Linked DNA regions of Danio rerio: region 2 is linked to region 1. The links are chromatin contacts, called in public HiChIP or PLAC-seq maps. All regions are on one chromosome and are shown on one strand. The core of a region is the stretch at or near the end of the contact, and the rest is flanking DNA. Distances in the headings are between cores, read along the strand shown. Region 1 holds the start of arfgef2 (ADP-ribosylation factor guanine nucleotide-exchange factor 2 (brefeldin A-inhibited)). Region 2 holds the start of LOC110438334 (amphoterin-induced protein 1).

The links. HiChIP or PLAC-seq counts read pairs in DNA pulled down with a chosen protein or histone mark.
Region 2: an H3K4me3 HiChIP or PLAC-seq map of embryo shows a contact between it and region 1, with 9 times the contacts expected there. The contact joins the promoter of LOC110438334 here to the promoter of arfgef2 in region 1. A contact is called at or near these places in 1 of 18 Hi-C or Micro-C datasets (an unstated tissue) and 1 of 4 datasets of contacts at active chromatin or transcription factors (embryo).

Annotation. Positions count from the first base shown.
Region 1 is chr23:21,952,253-21,958,750 of GRCz12tu, forward strand. arfgef2 (ADP-ribosylation factor guanine nucleotide-exchange factor 2 (brefeldin A-inhibited)) reads right to left here and starts at 2,879. Exons shown (of 39, transcript XM_002666467.7): 1 at 2,487-2,879. The coding sequence starts at 2,652.
Region 2 is chr23:22,369,784-22,375,960 of GRCz12tu, forward strand. It overlaps LOC110438334 (amphoterin-induced protein 1), which reads left to right and starts at 4,428. Exons shown (of 1, transcript XM_005162115.6): 1 at 4,428-5,982. The coding sequence starts at 4,428. The coding sequence ends at 5,879.

The sequences.
Region 1 (6,498 bases), core at 1,629-4,128:
TTTTTCCTTGTGAATGCAATAGTGTAAAATGAAATAAAATCAATCATGTTTGTTCTACAGAGCCAACTCCTATCATTTTGATTAGCATTGTATCTTTTGTGTTGTGCAGTTAAATTCACAGAATTTCAATGAAGTATGTTGTATACTGTAAACTTGCTTCTTTGGTCACATCCATAATGCATGCTTATTTTCCTCATTTAAAATAAAACAAATGTTCACAGATTGACATTTTTTTCGATCCCATAACTCTGTGGTGAGTGGGTTTGGAAAATATAAACAGATGTTTCAATATAATGTTAATGTTTTGAGATTTAACTGCAAATGCCACATCCATATCTCTGGAACTGCTCTGGTGTTCATCACAGCAACAAATTCTAGAAAAAAATCATTTAAATAATAAAATGTTAAACATAAATATTTTCACATGCATGTTACTTCGGCCTATGACATGACTGCGATGTAACTGTAAATTTTTGGGATTTTTTAAGTTTAACTGCTGCTGAAAATTACCTAGAAAATGTATTAATCTTAGGTCAAATTAATTTATCAGATTAGCATATTAAGGGTTTTATTAATAGAGTTAATAATTTATAAAGCTCACATTTATTTATTTTTTAACTAACATTAATAACTTCAGTGACATTTTTAGCTTAGTTTCTCAATTTTGATGTTAGTTAATACATTAACCAACTTTCTCTTACGAGAGTTAATTTAAAAGTGTTTCCTCTTGTACTTTATAAAGCATTTGCAAATTTTAAAATTAGCATTTGAAACATTTGTTTACTCTGCACATTTATATGCAATAAAGATTGAGGTAAACTGGCACATTCGTTCAGTGAGAACTTATGACATGCTCCCTATACTGTTTGCCATGGTACTCTGAATATTGGGTCTGAAATCACATGCAAGTATGGCTTCAAAACAGCATCAGCCCAATTATTTGACTGTGACATAAGGATCCTCAGATCAGGATTTTTGCAGCCGATACCATGTACCGATTCTTTGCCTAGGTGATCAGCCGATACAGAGTACCCATTCTAATTTTTCAATCTTATAATTACAATGCATATAATTATATAAAATAATCTAATACATATTTAAAAACTGACAAGAAAAATTAAAAACAATGGAATTTGGAAACAATGCAGATGATGATAATAAAATAATTCAACATGTCTCAATCAAGAAAAAGTTTGGAGTGTATATTTGAAGAAGTTAAAATGCACACCTAAAAATCCACTGCTTCTTTACTAAACTACTGTTTATTGCGATAAGTATATTACTAGAAGTTATATTATTAACTATTCAAACCCCTGCGATCGGTTCATAAGATCGGCCAGATAGGAGAGCACCGATCGAGTCATTAAATGTGATTAACGGCCGATCCATTGGAGCATCCCTACTGTGAACAAGGCTGTACTTTCTTATTCTGATAGAGGTAAAGTTAGTTTTATATTCGCACATTCGTTCATTTAGAAGTCTCTATATTGTTTACCATATTACTTTGAATATTCAATCAGAATTAGCATGCAAGTATGACTTCAAAACAACATTAGCATAGTGCTAATTGACTGTGAACAATGTTTGATAGTCATTGGCTGCCTATATGATTTCCCTATTTAGATTTTTGGAAAGAATACTTTTCTGAAACTATCTTCTTTTTAAGGAGAACGTCTGAATATCCGAATATAAAACCAGCTTTACAACTATCTTATTCACTGGCTGCTAAAATGATTTCACAATTAGGACTTTGTAAAGAATACTTTTTTGAAATTATATTATTAATGAGAATGATCTAATGTGTGAATATAAAACCAACTTTTCCTCAATACAATAAAACAAAACATACAATTGTTTTGTAATTATAATAACTGTTGAAGTAATCATGTTTACAGCTTATGGCGATCTCAAGATAACACCATATACTGTGTTATAAGCTTGTGAAATGATCACACTTTTGACAAGAAATTTGATACTGTCATATGACCAATGAATGCTGGTAGTACCCAACATTGTGCATGGAAAAAAAGGTCTGTCACACCTGAATGAAAATAGCTCTTTTTTTAAATTTATGAAGAACTAATCCTTTAAAATGCCACTCAAAATTCAGCAAGCGATCCCAAATCAATAATTAAGCAGTGAATCGCCAACCTGTCAAGTCTACACCACACATGATTAACAATACAGCAGCTGATTCCTGCTAACAGAACATGCTAACAGCTCCGCGTAACCAAAACAAAACCCAGACATGCCGCTTTCTCTTTAGTCAACATCTCATTCATCCCTAATAAAGCATTATACAGCCGATGTACAGCATGGCAATGACAAGCGGAGGTAAAATTACACACAACAGATTCCTGGCAGTGACGTGTGCTGGGTGACGTTAGCTGGCTAACCCGACTTTACTGTTAATTTAGCATTTCATGGAGCATCTCAAAGGTGTGTGTTTCGATGCCTAAGAGGAGATAAATGAAGAAAAGGCTTACCTAGCGCCACTTGACAAGCCTTGCGCAGCTGGTTGTGCTGGCTCCGCTTCACCTCTTTATCCGCGAGGATTTTCTCCAGCGCCCGAGACAGAAACATGCTCTTGGTGCTCAGGCTTTCTGTCTGCGTATGCCGTCGATGTGTTGCCAGCGCTTCCTGTTCTTTCATCTCTCGCTCGACGTGATTTTAGTGGTCCGTCAGGCCGTCATCGCTGGCCCGTTCCCTGCGGTTTGGCAGGGGCGTGAAGGTGCCAGAAGGGGCCGATGTTGTCGCTGGTTCCGTCGGGGCCAGTTGGACGCTGCTCTCTCAGCACTGCGTCGCCATGTTGGCCGCACGTCACGTCACGTGATTCGCGGGCGCTTACACTGATGTGTACATCCAGAACACGACTTGGTGGAGGTGGAGATGAATGGAGGGTCAGTTTGTATTCGCGCACAGATAGCATGTGCTGTATGGGTCAGAAAAAAGCATGCAGTTTAAAAGCATGTACACTTTTTGGCGTAAGAATGTAATTTATTTGACGTTACCTCTCTTAAATGAAATTAATTATAACTTCATTATATTGAAATATATGATAGTGTTATATAAAGCAATAATAATTGCAACTATCAATATATATATATTTTTTTTATTAAATAAAATCAATGTCAATAATATATATGTCAATCATTTTTAAATATGAATTTGTATGCATACTGTAAGTTAATAAATGTATTCTTTTTTGTATTTATTTTTCCAAACAGATACATTTCCTTTACAATAAAAACAAATAACATATTGCATAAATAATTTTAAAATATGAATATATATGATATATCTACACCAATACGTATTAAGAAAATGTTTGCCAATGCCACAGCCTTGCGTTTGAAATGTAAAAAGATAAAGGTACATTCATTCATTGTTTTTGGGACTGTGACAAAATTTTGCCATTTTGGAAGAAAATACACAATCTATTTGAAAAGTATACTTAAGCAAAATTTTGATACGACTACAGCTTTGTATTTATTGTACCTTAATGCAAACAGTCTGTTTGAAAAAGATGCATTACAGTTATTTACTGTCCTGGTATGTTTAACTAAAAAAAAATAAAAAATCTGCATCAAAAGCTCCATCTTTCAAAATGTGGATATCATGAATTGCTACATGGCTAACATTAGAAAAAACTTACATATGACAAACAAAAAAATTGGACAGATTTTGGTCAATTTGGTCTCCCCGTTGGGAAGATTCCTTGTTATTGATTTACAAATTTTTGTTTAATCTCCACTATAAGACTGCTCTAAAATGGTGTGATTGTACTTTATTTTTATCCATTTATTAATTTTTTTATATTAATTTCTTTCTTATTTTCAATTTTAAGACTGTAAACTCATTTATACATTTATACATTTTCACATTAATATTTTGTGAATATGGGCATACAATATATTAAAAGAGATTTCTTCAACACATTTCTAAACATAATAGTTTAATAACTCATTTCTAACAACTGATTTCTTTTATCTTTGCCATGATGACAGTAAATAAATATCTAGTATTTTACTAGATATTTTTCAAGACACTTCTATACAGCTTAAAGTGGCATTAACTAGGTTAATTAGGTTAACTAGGCAGGTTAGGGTAAATAGGCAAGGTATTGTATAATGATGGTTTGTTCTGTAGACTATCAGAAAAAAATATAACTTAAAGGGGCTAATTATTATGACCTTAAAATGGCTTTTAAAAAATTAAAAGACTGCTTTTATTCTAGCCGAAATAAAACTATTAAGACTTTCTCCAGAAGAAAAAATAATACCAGACATGCTGTGAACATTTTTGGTAAACATCATTTAGCAAACATTTAAAAAAGAAAAAAAAATCAAAGGGGGGCTAATAAATCTGACTTCAACTGTATGTCATTGTATAATCTTGTATGCTTGTCTGTATATGCTTTAATAAAATAAATAAATAAATAAATAAATAAATAAATAAATAAATAAATAATATAGCATTAGCTACAATTCTGCATAGAGTAGGAAAAATATAAGTGTCATTCCTACAATTCAGAGCCATTTCAGGGTAGTAACTGTCCGTGACAAAATGTTACATTTTCCAGGATTTTATTATTTCAGTTGAAGGAGTACTTATTAAATATACTGGTCCAGCTCAGGATATTACGGTTTAGCAATTTTTACAGAATTTTAACACAGGCCAAATGTCCCCCTGTTCCATGCAATATTATTTATTAAATGGTATTTCTAAATGGATGCAGTGCAATATTTAAGCAAAACAATAACAGGGTGGACAGTAACAAGAGTGACATTTCTTGCAAAACTCAGCCATTTACTTATATGGTGAATAACGAGTTAGCACATGATGATCTGAAGAAGATTTGAAACATGTTTATTAACTGTATTTCTCAAAATTACAAAAAAAGTAAAAAATTAAATAGTTTCCTCTATAAAATGGGTAACAAGGTGGACGTAATATGCTTTACCACAACAGAAAACGTCTTTGAAATGTTGAAAATAAAAGAAGATAAAAGAGACTAACTGCTTCTTGTAGACAATTTCTCTCCATAATTGTGAGAATTCTTGAGAACGATGTGACTAGAGGAGCAATCACTGGGCATTTTTATGGGGATTATAATTCAAGTAACGAGGGGACATTCATTTCAGAGACACACATTTATATTTTATATAAACATTTTATTAATATATTGGAATCATTTTAACAAATATAGTATTAGGTGAGATGTGTATATATATATATATATATATATATATATATATATATATATATATATATATATATATATATATATATATATATATATATATATACACACAGTTGAAGCCAGAATTATTAGCCCCCCTTTGATTTTTTTTTCTTTTTTCAATATTTCCCAAATGATGTTTAACAGAGCAAGGAATTTTTCACAGTATGTCTAATAATATTTTTCTTCTGGAGAAATTCTTAATTGTTTTATTTTGCCTAGAATAAAAGCAGTAATTAATTAAAAAAAACATTTTAAGGTCAAAATTATTAGCCCTTTTAAGCTATATTTTTTAGATAGTCTACAGAACAAACCATCATTATACAATAACTTTCCTAATTACTCTAACCTGCCTAGTTAACCTGATTAACCTAGTTAAGCCTTTAAATGTCACTTTAAGCTGTATAGAAGTGTCTTGAAAAATATCTAATAAAATAATATTTTCTGTCATTATGGCAAAAATAAAATAAATCAGTTATTAGAGATGAGTCATTAAAACTATTATGTCTAGAAATGTGTTGAAAAAAATCTGCTCTCCATTAAAAATATATATAAATGACAACATAAAATCAATGAAAAGTGTAGTATTAATTAGATTTTTCTAAGTTATATTTGTAACTGAACATGAGCATACATGACCTGGGACATGGCAATTCAGCTACTTGCATGGAATTAGAGTAATTACTTTAAATGTAATTTATTTTTGTGCACATATCATTATGTCTTATTCTGGAAATTGGATAATCCTATCAGACAGGCTTTAATGATTTTTTATTGCATTTTTAAATATTCTGTACCATATCATGCCTTGGGGACAAAAATCGTCACCTTGGAATCATAAGGTTCTATCTGCGTTCTGAATGTGCGTAACATTTTTTTTTTTTTTTTTTTTTATAAAAAATCTTAAAATGTAAAAAAAAAACATCCCATAATATAAACAAGTTGTTTTAATAAAAATATGTTAATTAATAAATTTTGACAAAAATGTCAGAGAACCTTAAAATTCGAAATGGCACCAAATAGGAGTGATGCAACAATAGAAATGAAATATAATTATATATAACAAATAAATAAATAAATAGCATTATAATTCTATTAAAAACATTTTTACAGCGTTAATGAGTTTATACAAGAATCTTTTCATTAATGCTTAAGAACACAAAAGAGTGTGATTACACTATTGCTAATCAATCATACAGTAAATAAAACAAGCATTCAACATGCATTAAAAGGTTCCATCACCTTGCATAGATGAA
Region 2 (6,177 bases), core at 3,178-5,677, 420 kb after region 1:
AAATCAATTTAAGCATTATTGATAATATTGCATTCACATTAAGTGTACTCAAGTACAACTTTTGGAAAAATGTACTTCTACTACAATACATTAGTAATAGATTTTTTATATATTAACTTATTTTAAACTTAGGATTAGTTTTATTTAAACAGTGTACTAAAAATCAACTAATGTTTGAAGCACACTTTTGAAAAACACACTAATAAAACTCTTTTGGATGTTTTTTTCTGTAGTGTACTTTATTGTAGTACACTTAAAATTGATTTAAGTATTACTGGTATTTAGTATACGTTTGTTAAGTGTACTAAAGTCCTACTGAAGTATAAACATACTTTTAATTAGTATATTTATAGTGCAAAACCATCAAACTTTTATTTAACAAAAAAAAAATAATGTACTAAAAAGTATTTGCGGGTATTTAAGTGTATTTTAATTGCATTTAATTATATATTTTTTTCACCTGTGGAGGTGTGATGGTGATAAGTATGGAAGCAATACAAGTTCCCGCTACGCCTTTACGGCTGTATTATTGCGAGGGAGTGTGATGATGGTAAAATTTTTGGAAAGTCTATGTGAGCTATTGGGGCTACCCCTGTGCGAGTCCAAGCTGCAGAGAATGAGTGCAAGTGAAATTGAAAAATTATGAAAAGGAAGAGAAAAGGGAAAGTTAGTAAAAATGAGTCCTATGCTACTAAGACAAAAAGTAGGGAGAACAGAGTCGTGCTGCTTAGAAACTAGGTTGAAGTCTGCTACAGAGAATCAGCTAGGCTTCTCTGAGGTGATATTGGCTGAGGCAAATTGAGGATTTAAAGGCGTTAGAGGACCAATGACAGAGTTTATATTTGTTGTTGGGAGACTGTTCAGGCAGAGCGTCACTTCTGCGGCAATGGTGCTGCAGTTACAGAAGTGCAATGGAAGTCAGTGGTTCAGAAATGAAGGCTAAACGGGCATCTCTGCAGTTGCAGCTGAGGCAAAGCTTTACTGCTGCAGCAGTGGTGCAGAGGGAAAATAAAGCTCGGCAAAGCGTCTCTGCTGTTGCAGAGGTGCAGTGATACTCAGTATTGGAGCCCCACACGGAAATGTTAAATACTATCAGCAGTGATATGCAGAGATGAAAGTGAAAAAGGGGCTCAGATAGAGCATCACTGCAGTTGCAGTGGTGTAAATGGTGTGTATAGATCAGCGGAGCACCTCAACAGTCGGTATTGGAGTTTTGAGTGCTCCCGCGGTAATGTAAATTACTTAGCGGATCGTTTCTGCAGCTGCAGCTGCAGCCGTGTAGTGGGTCAGTATGGAGGCAACTTGTGCTCCCGCAGAAGCATTTACTCCTGTATTAGTGCTGGGGAGTGCAACGATAGTGGTATTTAGAAAAATTGTTAGTGTATGAGAGCTCATTTAGAGCGTTGCTGTTGCAGCAATTGAAACTCGAGACAACCCCTGAATTGGTCGGAGCTGTGGTGAATGAAAGTGAATAGAAGTAAGGGATAGTTCAAATTTGGAGAGAAAAAAAGTTAAAGCTGGAAAAACGGGGGAAGGGTAGTGAAGGAGCTCCTATGTTAGTAGGAAGTGAAATAGGAAGAAAATGACAGAGTCATACTTATACCCAGGAATGCATGATGGTGGAAGTCGGCTGGAGAGGATCGGCTGGGCTTCCCTGAGGTGGTATTGCTCTTTTGTGGTGTAAAAATGCTAAGAGGTTTAGAATGGGTGTGTGAGGGAGCGAATATCATCCTGCATCCTGCGATTCTTCATCCTGTAAAGTTAGATCAGATATGGTTTGGTGTATTGTTGGATTGAAAAGCCATGTTTTATTTCAGAAAACTTCAAAAATGAAAAAAGGCTAGTGTGAATATGGCATCGAAGGTGTGGGCTATGTGAGTGAAAAAGTATCATTTTCAAAGAGTGTGAATGTATTTAGAAATGGATGTGGAGTGTAATAGGTTGGATGAGGGTCAGCTTCTGCAGCCGGCTGATATGACCTCTGAAATGAGATAAACAAGAGAGAATCAAAAATGAAATTATTACAACATGGTACAGGTACGGCTAACACAATGAATTGTTTTAGCTGATATCCATGCGGGGCATCTTAATAAGGGCATGGGCAACTGTTAATGGAAGCACCTTTTGTTAATGCATGGTACACTAGCCAAATTGTCACAATGTGCAAAGATAGTAGAGGTGGGCATTCGTCCCTCCTACAGGATGGCAGATTGATGGGAAATCTGCTCGTCCGGGGGTCCTGATGTACCTCTTGAAGACTGAGTTTATTCACAATGTAATTTATTTTTATGTTATTTATAATAACGTTAAATGTTATAATAATGTTATAATATAATATAATATTATAGATGATTATAATAATGTTAAATTATAAATAATACATATTTATTTATAATGTTATAATGTTTAAATAGTTTATTTTTATATATAATGATATAGACCCAAATGTTGGGGACAAAATGTAATTTCAAATAAATCTAGACAAATAACTCAATGGTTTCATTTACTCTTGCATGACCTTATATTTTGTCAGATGTCATCTGACATCTGAAATAACCTAACATTTTCGATTACATTGTGAAAATTACATTTGTATATACAGGGTACAAAGAGACCTCGACACTCCTGACAAAAACATCTCTGATCTCCTGCCTGACACTAGGGCGCACACTTTAATAAATCAAAATTTCTTTTATAGATTTGACATTCTGAATGTTTTTATCAATAATTGGCTTGAACGTTTTTCACAGGAGAAACTTAAAAGGTCAGTGAAGTATTGATTTCAGTATAATAAGTCAGAATATGTTAAATGGTTTGTTGTCACAGAAAATGTAACACTTCACCTGAATCCTCCGTCAGATAATTCCCCACGCATTCAGAATTTCACGTGCCTACATCATGTGAATGTGGAGTAGATCAGTTGTGTGAAGCTGTCTCCAGTCATTTTCTGCAGAACTGTAAGACATATCATAGTGTTTGGTCTTGTGTGTGTGGGCGCACTCTTTGCTTCTGTCAGTGTGACTGCTGCCAGCTGTATCTACGCCGTGTGTCATTGTTTCTGAAGAGATGCCACCCTAACAGAATGGCACTATAAAAACAAACATCCTAATTCCATTTCACACTTTTAGATTTGTCACACATGCTTTGACTGATTACCTCGTACTGACTCCAAGATTGTGCTTTCCATTCCAAAGCATGCTTTCTTAGGCCTGATTTTGCATCCAACAATAGATTTACAAACAAGCTTGGACATAAATTGAAGGTGCCTGTAATATTTTATTTGCAAAGGGTGGGGTAATCTAAAGGTTAACCTTAATCGAAAAAGTCTACTAATGTACTAATGTTCATGTAGTCAAATTAAATCTGAACTGGTGTATAAAAATAGACATTCAAATGATATAGATGAACTATCATCCAGATGTACAAGATGATGACAGTGTTGGTGACACACTGCCAAGGCCGATGGAGAAGCATAAACAAACCAAGACCGATGCAGTGTGACAGCAGTCAGCTCCCTCGGGACCACCATGACCAAGACAACAGCTGCCAAACGCTGCCTGGCAGCGGAGATGAGGGGGAGTCAAAGCTGAGGTCTATAAGCTGACTGGTACCTCATTCTACACAAACAAATTCTCTCTCATCCAAGTCCAAATGTTTTGATGATTTTCATGAAATGCTAGACGTTACAAACACAGCATTTGAAATCCTGTTAAGGGATAGAAAAAATGGAAATGGAAAAAAAAAATCCAGAGAGGATTAAAGAACCAAACAATCGAAGAGGGAGAGAGACCAAGAGAGAGAAGGATAGAAAGAGAGAGTCATATCGGGAATAATCACAGTGTGAGAGGGAGAGACGTGAGGCGGTGCTCTGAATAGGAAACAGAGGGAAGGATAGAGATTAGTGCTGCACTCTCTGGGCTCATCACTCAATGAAAGGACACGCTGCAAACAACAAGGGCGCTCAGCCTCAGGAGAATCGGGAAAGGTGCGAGTTTGCTTTTAGGGATATTTACATAAAACTTACTGGACTTTCTGGAGGTTTCCAGGTCAGGATACTTGGTTTGAACAACTTCTTACTATGGATTGTTACAGCTAAGTCAGAACCGAGGAACCAGATTCAGGAAGGTTCTGAGTGACTGGTAGGCTTTCCTATGTATGCTGTGTTAACGGAGTATGTTAACCAATTAAAATACCTATCCTTAAACATAAATGTAAACACAGTAATTGAGGACTTTTTTTAGTTGGCTTAGTCCATTCCTTGCCCCAGATTCCGCCATCTGCTGATGTCCATCTGTGAAATGCTGGAGGATATGACAGATGTAAAACAACATTTGTAGGATTTAACCGTAGAGCTTCCTGTATCGAGTTCATCTCCAACTGTGCCAGCATTGTTCCTGATGTAATCCTTTTTACGTGCAACCAAAAGAATGACCTCGACATCTTGCATGGTTTTGATCCTGCTCTCAGTTCAGTTTTCAGGAGCTAGTTGTCCTCAGGGCTGCTTGTGCACATCTGACATACTGAACTGTGGCTCTTTGGGTCTGGATAGATTTCCCAACCCGCTTCCGTTCACAACTTCTGTCCTGGACCTTAGTCATAATAGACTAACATGGCTGGCAGCCGGCAGCTTCTACGGACTCCCAAGGCTGCAGACTTTGCATATGTCTCATAACCGCATCTCCTTGCTTAGCCCAGGAGCTTTCCATAACATTACTAGTCTACGATACCTGGACCTCTCTTCCAACAAATTGCAAGTAGTGGGGAAGTATCACTTCCAGGATCTGCAAGCCTTGGAGGTGCTCCTGATGTACAACAACCGTCTTACACGTGTGGAGAGCAACACTCTAATGGGTCTAAGCAATCTTAGAAAGGTTTACTTCAGCCTGAACCAAATCACAGACTTCCCGTTCTTCTCGATTCGCAAGCACAGCCACCCCAGTCTGGTAACGCTGGACCTCTCTTCAAACCGCCTGTTTCGCTTGCCAATGGATGACATTGTGCTGTTGCCTGTCGCTGTGCAAAAAGGCCTGTACCTGCACAACAACAGCCTGGAGTGTGATTGCTCTCTATACCGCATGTTTTGGCACTGGGAACAGAAGGGCTACCAAAGTGTGAAAGACTACAAGGATAACTACAAGTGTCTGATGTACGGTGAGCCTCAAGTCTCGATTAATTTCATGCGCTCTTTGCATTTCTTTGAGAATTGCACAGTTGGGAAGATGATATCCCTGATATCCCCGAAGGCTGATAAAGTTGTTTACGAGGGTGAACAAGTGCGGTTGGACTGTACGGGGACACTAAACGGAGAAGACCTGTCCTACAGCTGGATTATTCCTCACCAAGAGAACATCTCGTATCTGATCCAGAACGGGACTCTACGTCTCAATCAAGATGGTAGCTTGGATATTCTTGCCGCCCAGTCTGTAGATTCAGGGATTTACCAGTGTACTGCTGTCGATAACACAAGGATGATCAATGAATCCCGAGAAGTGAACTTAACTGTGGTAGCCCAGCACTCCACAGAGGAGACATTCAACACCGGCTACACCACTCTTTTAGGCTGTGTTGTGACCCTTGTCCTGATATTGATGTATTTGTATTTAACCCCATGCCGTTGTGGTTGCTGCAAACCTCCTCCTCCATCTCCAGCCATCTCATCCTTTGGGGAAAACCGCTGCAATCTGGCCTCTATATTTGCTGCTCCCTCAACCGATCGGCTGAAAAGCAAGTCTCAGTCCGACAGGCACGTAGTGTTCCTTGAGCCACTCATGGCTGGGAAAAATGGCCATCCAAAAGCTGCATTTGTTGTTGAACAGCCAGCAATTGAATGGGACACTGAAAACTTCACGATTTTTAGAGAAAGAAATGACTTCGAGTAGCTAACTTGTGACCTTAAAATCCTGCTTGTTTGAATCACTGGGACAAGCAACACGAATTAATGTCATAATTCTCTAATAAATTACTTTGTTCCTCAGATTTGAAGGCTGTCTTCTGTCTCACAGTGTGCAGTGATACTTTTTTATGCTGAATGAGTGGGAATATACAGCAAATGTATCATCTGAGCATGTGTATTGAAGTAGGAACGTCTCTGAAAGGTTGAAAGCTCAGTCATGTACAAAAGATTTTTGGATTGCCATGACAATATCGACATGACAACAAGATATGATGACCGCAAGC